Regions from separate parts of the Mus musculus genome. Here region 1 is linked to region 2. Evidence: chromatin contacts called from public Hi-C data. All regions are on one chromosome and are shown on one strand. Each heading gives the region's core, a stretch centred on a gene start, on an enhancer-like site or on the middle of the called end of the contact. The rest is flanking DNA. Distances are from core to core; before and after follow the strand shown. Region 1 has its middle 40 kb from the start of Tnr. Region 2 has its middle 54 kb from the start of Mir1843b.

Region 1 (4,230 bases), core at 1,276-3,775, 89 kb before region 2:
TTCTGCCTTTGAAGAGACAGAGAAAAATCCCTACATATGCCTCAGCCCCTATCCATTGATGATCCTACCTTAGATCTATGAGAAGCATCAAGAACTCTAAAGGCAAAAACAAATGAAAAGCTACAGAGGCACATTTGAGCAATTAGTAGAAGGCAGTGTTCTGTTCTCATCACAGTGTAGTGAGCAAAGGGAGACAGTGGATCAGCTGAGCACATGACCTTCCAGCTGATGGGCTAAGGGAGAGAAGAGAGGCAATGGGGGCTCCCCTCAGGCACCCAGTCACTGCAGTGATTTGCCTGTAGTTGTAGGCTAGACTTGTACCATGTAGCTCCTATACCATGTCCAATTTGCTTGAGTCTTTGCTTTACAAACCCTCCGTGAAGTTCCCCTACATTTTGTCTGCTCAGAAATGGTTGTTTTTAAAAACTGACAATTCTAGAAAAACCACAGACCTCACTGGCTCATGCTCTGTCATATGACCATGTCTTCAATAAATGGTTAAATGTTGTTTGAAAAAATAAAACTGAAGGCAAGTGTCTATTTTTTTTTTAATTAATCCAACCAAGTTTTTGACTGTTTTTCAATCTAAGATAAACATGTCAGTTTGTGTCATAGGAATGCTCCAAAAGAACCCAGTCCAGTACGATTCTAGGACTCACAAAGAGCCCTTTGCACTGCCTTTCAAGCAAAATGATCTCCTGAAGGAAAGAGGCTCCTAGTCCATTGACAAGAACTCTAGTACTTCAGGTGACAGAGGCAGGGAGTTAGCTTATCTCCAAAGCCTGTAGTCAATGAAGCCAGGTGTGCTGTGCCTAGGGCTCCTCTCTCCTAGCAAGTTGACCTCAGTAGAGTGACAGCTCTGAGTACTGAATAGGCTCATAAGGCCAATTTCTCAAGTAGATACAGACACTTTGAACTTTGAGAAAATTACTCCAATTAATGGCCACATACACAGAGCAGACAATGCTTAGTGCCACTGAGTCAGTGGGGCTTCAATGATCAGAAAGGAAAACAGAAAGAAAGAGACTAGAAGAAGAGGCATTTACCCCAGACGTAGGAAAGAATGGTTAACCAAGGGGAGCATGGAAGGGATTTGCCCTGCAATTTTCTGAAAAGAGTGTTCACTAAGCAGAAGCAGGCCTGCTGAGTTTCTGGTGGAGGTGGATAAACCATGGGTGCCCTGGGCATCCTTCTCTACCACTCTCTGCCTGGCTCTGTATAAACAGAGAAAGAAGAAGTCAGAGCCTGGGTACTAGTCCAGAGTGAGGGGTGAGGATGGCTGCCACACAATCAAAGAAGCTCACAAAAATAAAAAGTCTCAAGGCAACAGCCAAGGGCATTGCAGAACAGAAATATTAGCTGTTGATTTTAAAGTGGCAAGATTGTTGCAACGTAAATAACCATCTTCACTTCCATCCCTGTCCCACACTGATACAAATATATATACTCCATGACCATAAATCAACAAAAATAGACAAGTTTCCTTCAGGGTCAATATAGGGCGGAAGAGAAACATCTGATGCCAAGGGACTGTGTGACAATCCATAAAATGTGCTCATTCTGTAGAAGTAGGGTTTCAGAGGCTAGGCAATGATGAGAACCTGTGCATCCCCGGATCTGAGGAGGATCTTGATGTAAGCATTGCAATTCCATGGGGTGCTCACTGGCGGCTGGATGAAATCTAATCCAAATGTTATACGCTGGGGTGTTATTCAAACATCAGGATGGAAAATCAGAAGTTAGACAAGATCCTAGATAAAGGGGGACCCATGTAAGGGGAGAATGGAGGAAGGGATGGGAGGAGACTCCTTAAGACAGAAAGATCAGGAAGAGGTCTCTAAGGAGTCTCTAAGATCAGAGACTCACAACCGAGGCTGCACAGTGGGGTCCAGCTTCCAGAGCTTACCTAATGAACTTGACTCATAAAGGGGGAGGTGAACCAGATTACATCTTCCTGGGCATCTCTAGTGGAGGGTTTCCCATTAGCTCTCCAAAATGGGGACCTGGACAATGAGATAGAAAAAGGAGTAGTTATGGAAAGTATAGGGTACTGGTTGGGAAAAAAAAAAAGAGACCCTAGCCAGGAGTCAGAAGGAGTAAGCAATGAATGAATTTGGAGCAGAGGGAGGTGCTGACTGGCTTCTGTGGTCCTTTGGCAAGAATCATAAATCCCCAAATGACCAAGATGACTGTACTGATGGTGGAAGAGATAAATCCAGTGAGATTTCATAAAAGGCATTTATAAAGCCCAGAAAAGAAACCAAAGAATAAAGGCTGGGCTAATGGAGGAAACATCAGAGATAGAAATAATGAAGGTAAATACAGTTTTAAGGAGATAGGCTGGTCTGCTGAGTGCTGGGTCTGAGGTAACAGCCAAATGAAGTGTCTAATTAGACCATTAAAATTATGGGATGGGATTTGCAGCCAGGATTTTAGATTGAGTTTATGAGTCATGCACCTAAAGTAAATTCAAGCATGTGATAGGAAATTGAAGAAGCCTGTATTTACACAAATGAGAGGACCCACGTAGTCAGAGAATAAGGTGTGGCTAGAGAACAGGGCAGAGAGCAGAGGTCATAGGCTGTCTGTTAAGCCTCACTCAAGAGACCTTGTGGATCCTCTGAGAGAGCAGACTGGTCCATGGTCCCCGAAAACCTCTTTGAAGATGTCTGCAGAAAAGCACTCAAACTGTTAGAAGTCAGGGTTAAAAACCCGAAGGGAGCATCCCCCATCACCTCATCGAAATCAACAATAAAGATAAAAAATGCAGGACTATAGAAGTTGTGATAGGGTGAGAGTCTCTCCCCTAAAGGCATGAGCCAAAGAGGCAGCTGGGGGGAGGGGTAAGGCTTTCGGCAAATCAAGAAGTGAGGGGTCCAGGTCCCTGCAGAGATGGGAAGGGACATAGCTGGGCACAGAGTAGCCCCAGGAAAGGAAAATGTCTATCAGGTAACTACTGCTGCATGACAAATCACCCACAGTTCATTAGATTAAGGCACTACTGTGTTAATCAAGTTCTCTGGAGAAGTAAAACCAATAAAAGGGGTAGAAAGGAGTAAGGGAGAGGAGGGGTGTTGTCAGGAATTTGTTCATGAAATTGTACAAAAAGAGGCTCCAAAATTATCAGAGACTCATAGCTAGAACTCCTGGAAATGGTGAGGGGATCTTTTTCCTTAAAGTATTCATCTGACTGAATGAGGCTTACCCACATTACAAGGGGCAAGTTGCTTTAGTCTACCACTTTAAAAGTTAATTATATCTGAAAAATACCTTCACAGAGGCATTCATATATGTATAGCAAACACCTAGGTGTTGTATGACCTAGTCAATTAATAAATGAAATAAGCCATGAAAACTACCTTTCATTTCGATTCTGAGTTTCTATGCAGATTGGGCAGTTCTTTCTAGACCAGGCTTGACTGAGGTCATGTAGATTTGTTTATGCATCTGTGGCCAGTTACTGAATTGGGACCTTGGGGTGGCCTCTACTGGTCTCTGCTACTACACCTCAGCCCCCCTCTATGTTGGCTACCATCTTCCAGCAAGCTAGCCTGTGCTTGTCATGACCAAGGGGATTCTCTTATCATTAGCTGACTTTTGACTCTACCTGGATGGATTTAAAGAGCAAATGAGAAGCATCTCGTCTACACCAGTAGGAGAGTTAGTCCTGGTCCTTGAGTGCCAGAGCCTGGAGACTATTAGGGTAGCCAAAAGCTTATAGCTACATGCTCTGTAAGCTTCAACATGAGCAGGCACTGTCTGCTGCTTCTTGTTCTAGAGTGACTTATGGTTAAAGCCCTAATTAATACATCTAACCTAGAGCCAAAGGTCTAAGTCCTGGAGCAGGAGACTTTTGGTATTACAGATACTAATAAAACATACAGTTTGGGAGTCTAGGCTTTGACATTGGTTAGTGTTATAGTTTTAAACTCTGGGACATTTATTCTGTCAACTTAGTTGTTCTTTAGAACTCTTCCAGGGATGGGGATGGGGGGTGGGTCTCATCTCAGGCTCTTCTCAGCCTTCTTTTTCCAACCTTGACACTCTGCCACATTTGCTTCTTGCCATTTAGTCTCCTGTCACTATCTGTGGCTCTTCAGGTAGCCTGTCTTCACTATTAATTTCTTCTTGTTACATCTACTCACATATGCTACTGTTATTGCCATTAAGGCAGTGGCTGCTATACTCTACCACTGTTTCCATGGTCTTTCCTTCATGTTACTGTTTCAG
Region 2 (4,035 bases), core at 1,313-3,812:
TGTTAAGGGGCAACCTTTCACCTTCCCACAGTCTGAATTTTGGCGGAGCAGACCACCGCATCGGTTTCATTACAGGATCGAAGAGTGCCCTCTGGTGGAGGCAGAAGCAATAACAGAACCATGAAATTCCTCTTCCGGCTTCTACTCGGGACCTAGATCAGGTTCTCAATCAAATAGGTTCCCATTTTATTGGATAAACAAGTGATGTTGCCAATAGAACAGGAGGTATGATCTTCCCCTGAGGAAACACAACATATCCTATCGGAAAGCCTGATTACTGGTGTCCTCTATCAATTTTACCCTGAAAGGATAATAGCCCAGAGGTATGAGGCGATTTGCCTAAGGACACACAGCAAATCAACAGAAGAGAAGAGACTAGATGAATCCAGGTGCGTTGATGACCTTCCAGTTCAGATTCAGGAGAAAATCCAGGAGCTAGAGATTTGGACTGAATCCTGCTCCATACGTTTAGACAAATTAATTCTGCCCTGGGCTCTGACTGCCCTTTCTGAAACACGAGACAAGAACAGTGAGCTTTGAGGAAAGTCGGAGAGAGTCAGGGTCAGTCTCCTGCTTCTCCCTGATAGCCAGCTGCCCACGCCCTTCCACTCCATGCCCTTCAAGCTCATTTCCTTGTTCTCCAAGAAACTGGGAGAAATGGATATTTTGGGGTTACCTCAAAATGCAGACTCGTATGTGGTTTCGCCCCAGTGACTCTCTGCTCACAGACCTTGGAGGTGTCCTGAGCCTCAGTAGAGCCCCTAAGAGCCATTGATAGTCATCTCATGAGAAGACCGAAGCCAGAACCTCTTTCTGCTTTCAGGCACCCACACCGCACCTATGCGCATGCGCCTTCCTCCCTCCTCCCCGCCCCGCTCCCCACACACCACATGCACGCAAGCACAGAAGCCCTCTTATGAGGATAGACACTCTTCACCTCGCACCCCTAAAATGAGAAAATGTCCCTAGTAGTACTGGAGTAGAGGGATGAGGGGAGCCCAATTTGCCTTGTTCATCTATCCATCCATTCAGCAAACATTTTCCAAAAGCTTCCTACATTCTGGATATTGTTTAAAACTCGGAGATGGGGGTTAAAAGTCCTAAACATTATGGGATGCGGAAGATGCATCAGGGGCAAGGGGATTGAATAAGCTATACAATGTGCTCTCTCTGTAAGTGGAACCCATGTTGTGTGGTCCTTTCATTCCTCAGGAAGTCAATATGGGGGACACTTTCCCATCAGCCAGCCGTCTGCCTGGAATGAACAATAACACTGCTCAATGAAAATGTAACGTAGACCATGCTGCATCTTACCCTAAAGTTTGTAGTATATAGGAAAAAATTATAACAGCTCATAGTAAGTTTAATAATATGTTTTGTTTAATCTAACATATCCTAAATTCATCTTAAACTTATAGTTAGAACAAAAGAAAATTACTAAGGAGACACTCTGTCCCTTTTGTTTGTGCTGGGTCATCTGGATCCTGTGTGCGTGTTGTACTTACAACAGCACTCAGTGAGAAATCCACACAGTGCTCAGTTGCCACAATGTTTGTGTGTGTTGGGGGTGGGGTGGGGTAATTGTACCCTACTGGAAGCAAAAGAGGCACAAAAGAGGCAAAGCTCACCTAGCCTGCTTGGTTCTTCTTCAGAGCCCCAGGTCCTGGACTCTTCTTTTTCCCTTGGGGGTGGGGGGAGGGGTTAGGATATGTATGGAGGTCACAGCCAAACTTGTGAGAGTGGGTTTTTTCCTTCTACCATTTGGGCTCTGGGAACTGAACTCAGGATTGTTCACAAATGCCCTTACCTTCAAAGCCATCTCTTCAGCTCCTAGGTCTATATTCTTGAGCATACTTCTTGCCCATGTCCTCAATCAAAAGACGAGACAGCTCCCATCTACTTTTTCTCTCCCTAAGTCTCTCTTTGCCCTTTTTCTTTTAAGTCAGGCTATCCTGTAACCCAGGATGACTTCAAACTCACTTTATAGCCAAGGTTGATTTTGAACTTCCGATCCTGCTGTCTCAACCTCCCAAGTGCTGGGACTACAGGTCTCTGTTGCCATAACTTCTTTATGTGGTGCTTGAAAGCAAACCCCAGGTTTCATGTGCTGAGCAATCTCTGTACAAGATGAGCTGCATTTCTGTACCACCCTCATCACTCCCCTTTCTCTTCCAGAGACCTGCTCTGCTCCCGGTGAGTCTGATGTGTGACATCAGTCTCTGGGTGCTTATGTGGCCAGATTGCTGCATGTAGGGAGACTAGAACAGACATATGCAGCCCCTGAGAGTGACACTGGAGGAGTGGGAAAGTGGGTCTCAGCCTACCTAGGTCTCAGGCCAGAAAAGACCATCTTCTTGCTTGGACATACCCACCTTTATTATATTAAAACACTGAAAATCCTTCCTGGGCTCAACTTGTGAAATTGGCCCCCTCTTGTCCTTGGCTTTAAGGAGGTGTCTGGGATCCAGAACAGAATGCAGTTGGAGAAAGCACTCCCTAGCCATTCTGCCTTCAGTGTTCTTTCTGCTGACTTGTGTGGCCTTCCTCGGGTCTATCCCTGACCTTGAAGGTCAAGTTCATCTCAAGCAAACACTCTGATATTAAGCACAGAGAAGCCAGGGACATCTCAGGCCTGGAGTTTTCTGCAAGCCATTTGGTGCCACTCCCTGCTCAGACTTCCTCTCCCTAACCCTCCTTTTAGACATCCCCTCAGCCATGCTTGGACAGCCCACAGGCATGAAACTCAGTCCCTTACTTGGCTGTCCCTTTGTCCTCCAAAATATCTCCCTCCTATCCTCCCTGCTCCTCTCTCCTAAATCCCATCTACAAATAGAAAATAATTAATAATAATAATAATAATAATTCTGTGAGAGCAAATACAAATAGTTGGGAGCTATTTGACATGCTGGCTTCAAGACCCTTCTAACAACACCATAAGATAGACACCCCTTCCCCATGTTAGAGGGATGTAAATGAAACTGAAAGCAGTGGAATTATTTGTCCAAGTTTACAGTTCATAAGTACAGAGCCAAGGCCTGCCCGTGTAACTTCAGAGATGCCTGTATCCTATTAAGCAACTTAGGGAAAGTAAAATGAATGGTCCATGCCCACAGGAAATGAAATCTAGGCAAGGAGACAGTGCAGCTGCATGGAAAATTCCTAAGACGGTTTCTATCCAGAAATGTTTTATAACTAGGGAATCTGGAAGAAGAAGAAGAAGGCAGTGTGCATGCGTGGGAGGGGCTGCCTAGCTGCCTCAATAGCTGTGGCAGGCTCCAGGCTCCTGCATCCTGCTCTCCCTGCCTGCTGAGTTAGTGCCCCTGCCCACTTCCTGGCCCCTCCAGTGTGAGTCTCACACAGCTCCTCCAGCCTGATTGACTGCAGCAGAGAGACAACAACCCCTTAACCCCACCCCACCCCCAGCTAGCTTAGCGAGGCAGCATATGCTGCTGTGGAAAGTTGAACAATTGCACTTCTAAATAACAGCTCAACATGGAATAGAAGGGATGTTGCAAGGCAGGAGATGATTAATTGCCAAATGAATCATTGAAATTGTAATTTCAGTGGAATGCATGATTGCTGCAGGCCGGAATTGTAAGGAGAGACCAGGAGGAGACTGAATGGCCCGGCCAGGCAGAGAGGGCTGTTCAGCTGAGGGTCAGGGGTCAGAGAGGTACTCCTGAAAGGTTGTCTGAGACCACAGCATAGAGGCAAGCTTTCACTGTAGTGTCAAGAGCCCCTTGGAGCGAGGACTGCAGACCTGCTTGCCACGGGGATCTCCCCATGATGACCCATCGCACCTGGCCTCCCACCTGCTCTCTGGCTCTGTGGGATGCTGGCTCGCATCCTCCGGCCTCCTCTGACCTACTAGCCTCCTTTGTGCATCAGCTGCTCACGCTACACAGTAGGTAAGAGGCAGATCTCTCATCTATCCCTCGAGTGGAAGGGCATGCTGCTGAGCTGGAATAAGAAATGAAAATTCAGCATGTTCTGTTATGTTGGGGTTCGTTTTTCACAAGAGCTCCAACACCCCTG

What was found. Hi-C and Micro-C count contacts between places; a contact is called where the count stands out from the background.
Region 1: a contact with region 2 is called in a Hi-C map of the N1E-115 cell line, with 2.3 times the contacts expected there. The contact joins two enhancer-like sites. A contact is called at or near these places in 1 of 15 datasets of contacts at CTCF or cohesin (the NIH/3T3 cell line), 4 of 484 Hi-C or Micro-C datasets (the G1E-ER4 cell line, the N1E-115 cell line, cerebral cortex and 1 more) and 1 of 115 datasets of contacts at active chromatin or transcription factors (stem cell-derived neural progenitor cells).

What each region holds. Positions count from the first base shown.
Region 1 is chr1:159,481,351-159,485,580 of GRCm38.p6, reverse strand. No RefSeq gene overlaps it. Among named protein-coding and RNA genes, the nearest start is that of Tnr, 40 kb to the left of the region's middle. Within about 2 kb of position 2,525, at least 4 of the 459 cell types and tissues checked have an H3K27ac peak or open chromatin away from gene starts, as enhancers often do. A contact at or near this core is called in the N1E-115 cell line, where this site is marked.
Region 2 is chr1:159,392,673-159,396,707 of GRCm38.p6, reverse strand. No RefSeq gene overlaps it. Among named protein-coding and RNA genes, the nearest start is that of Mir1843b, 54 kb to the right of the region's middle. Within about 2 kb of position 2,562, at least 114 of the 459 cell types and tissues checked have an H3K27ac peak or open chromatin away from gene starts, as enhancers often do. A contact at or near this core is called in the N1E-115 cell line, where this site is marked.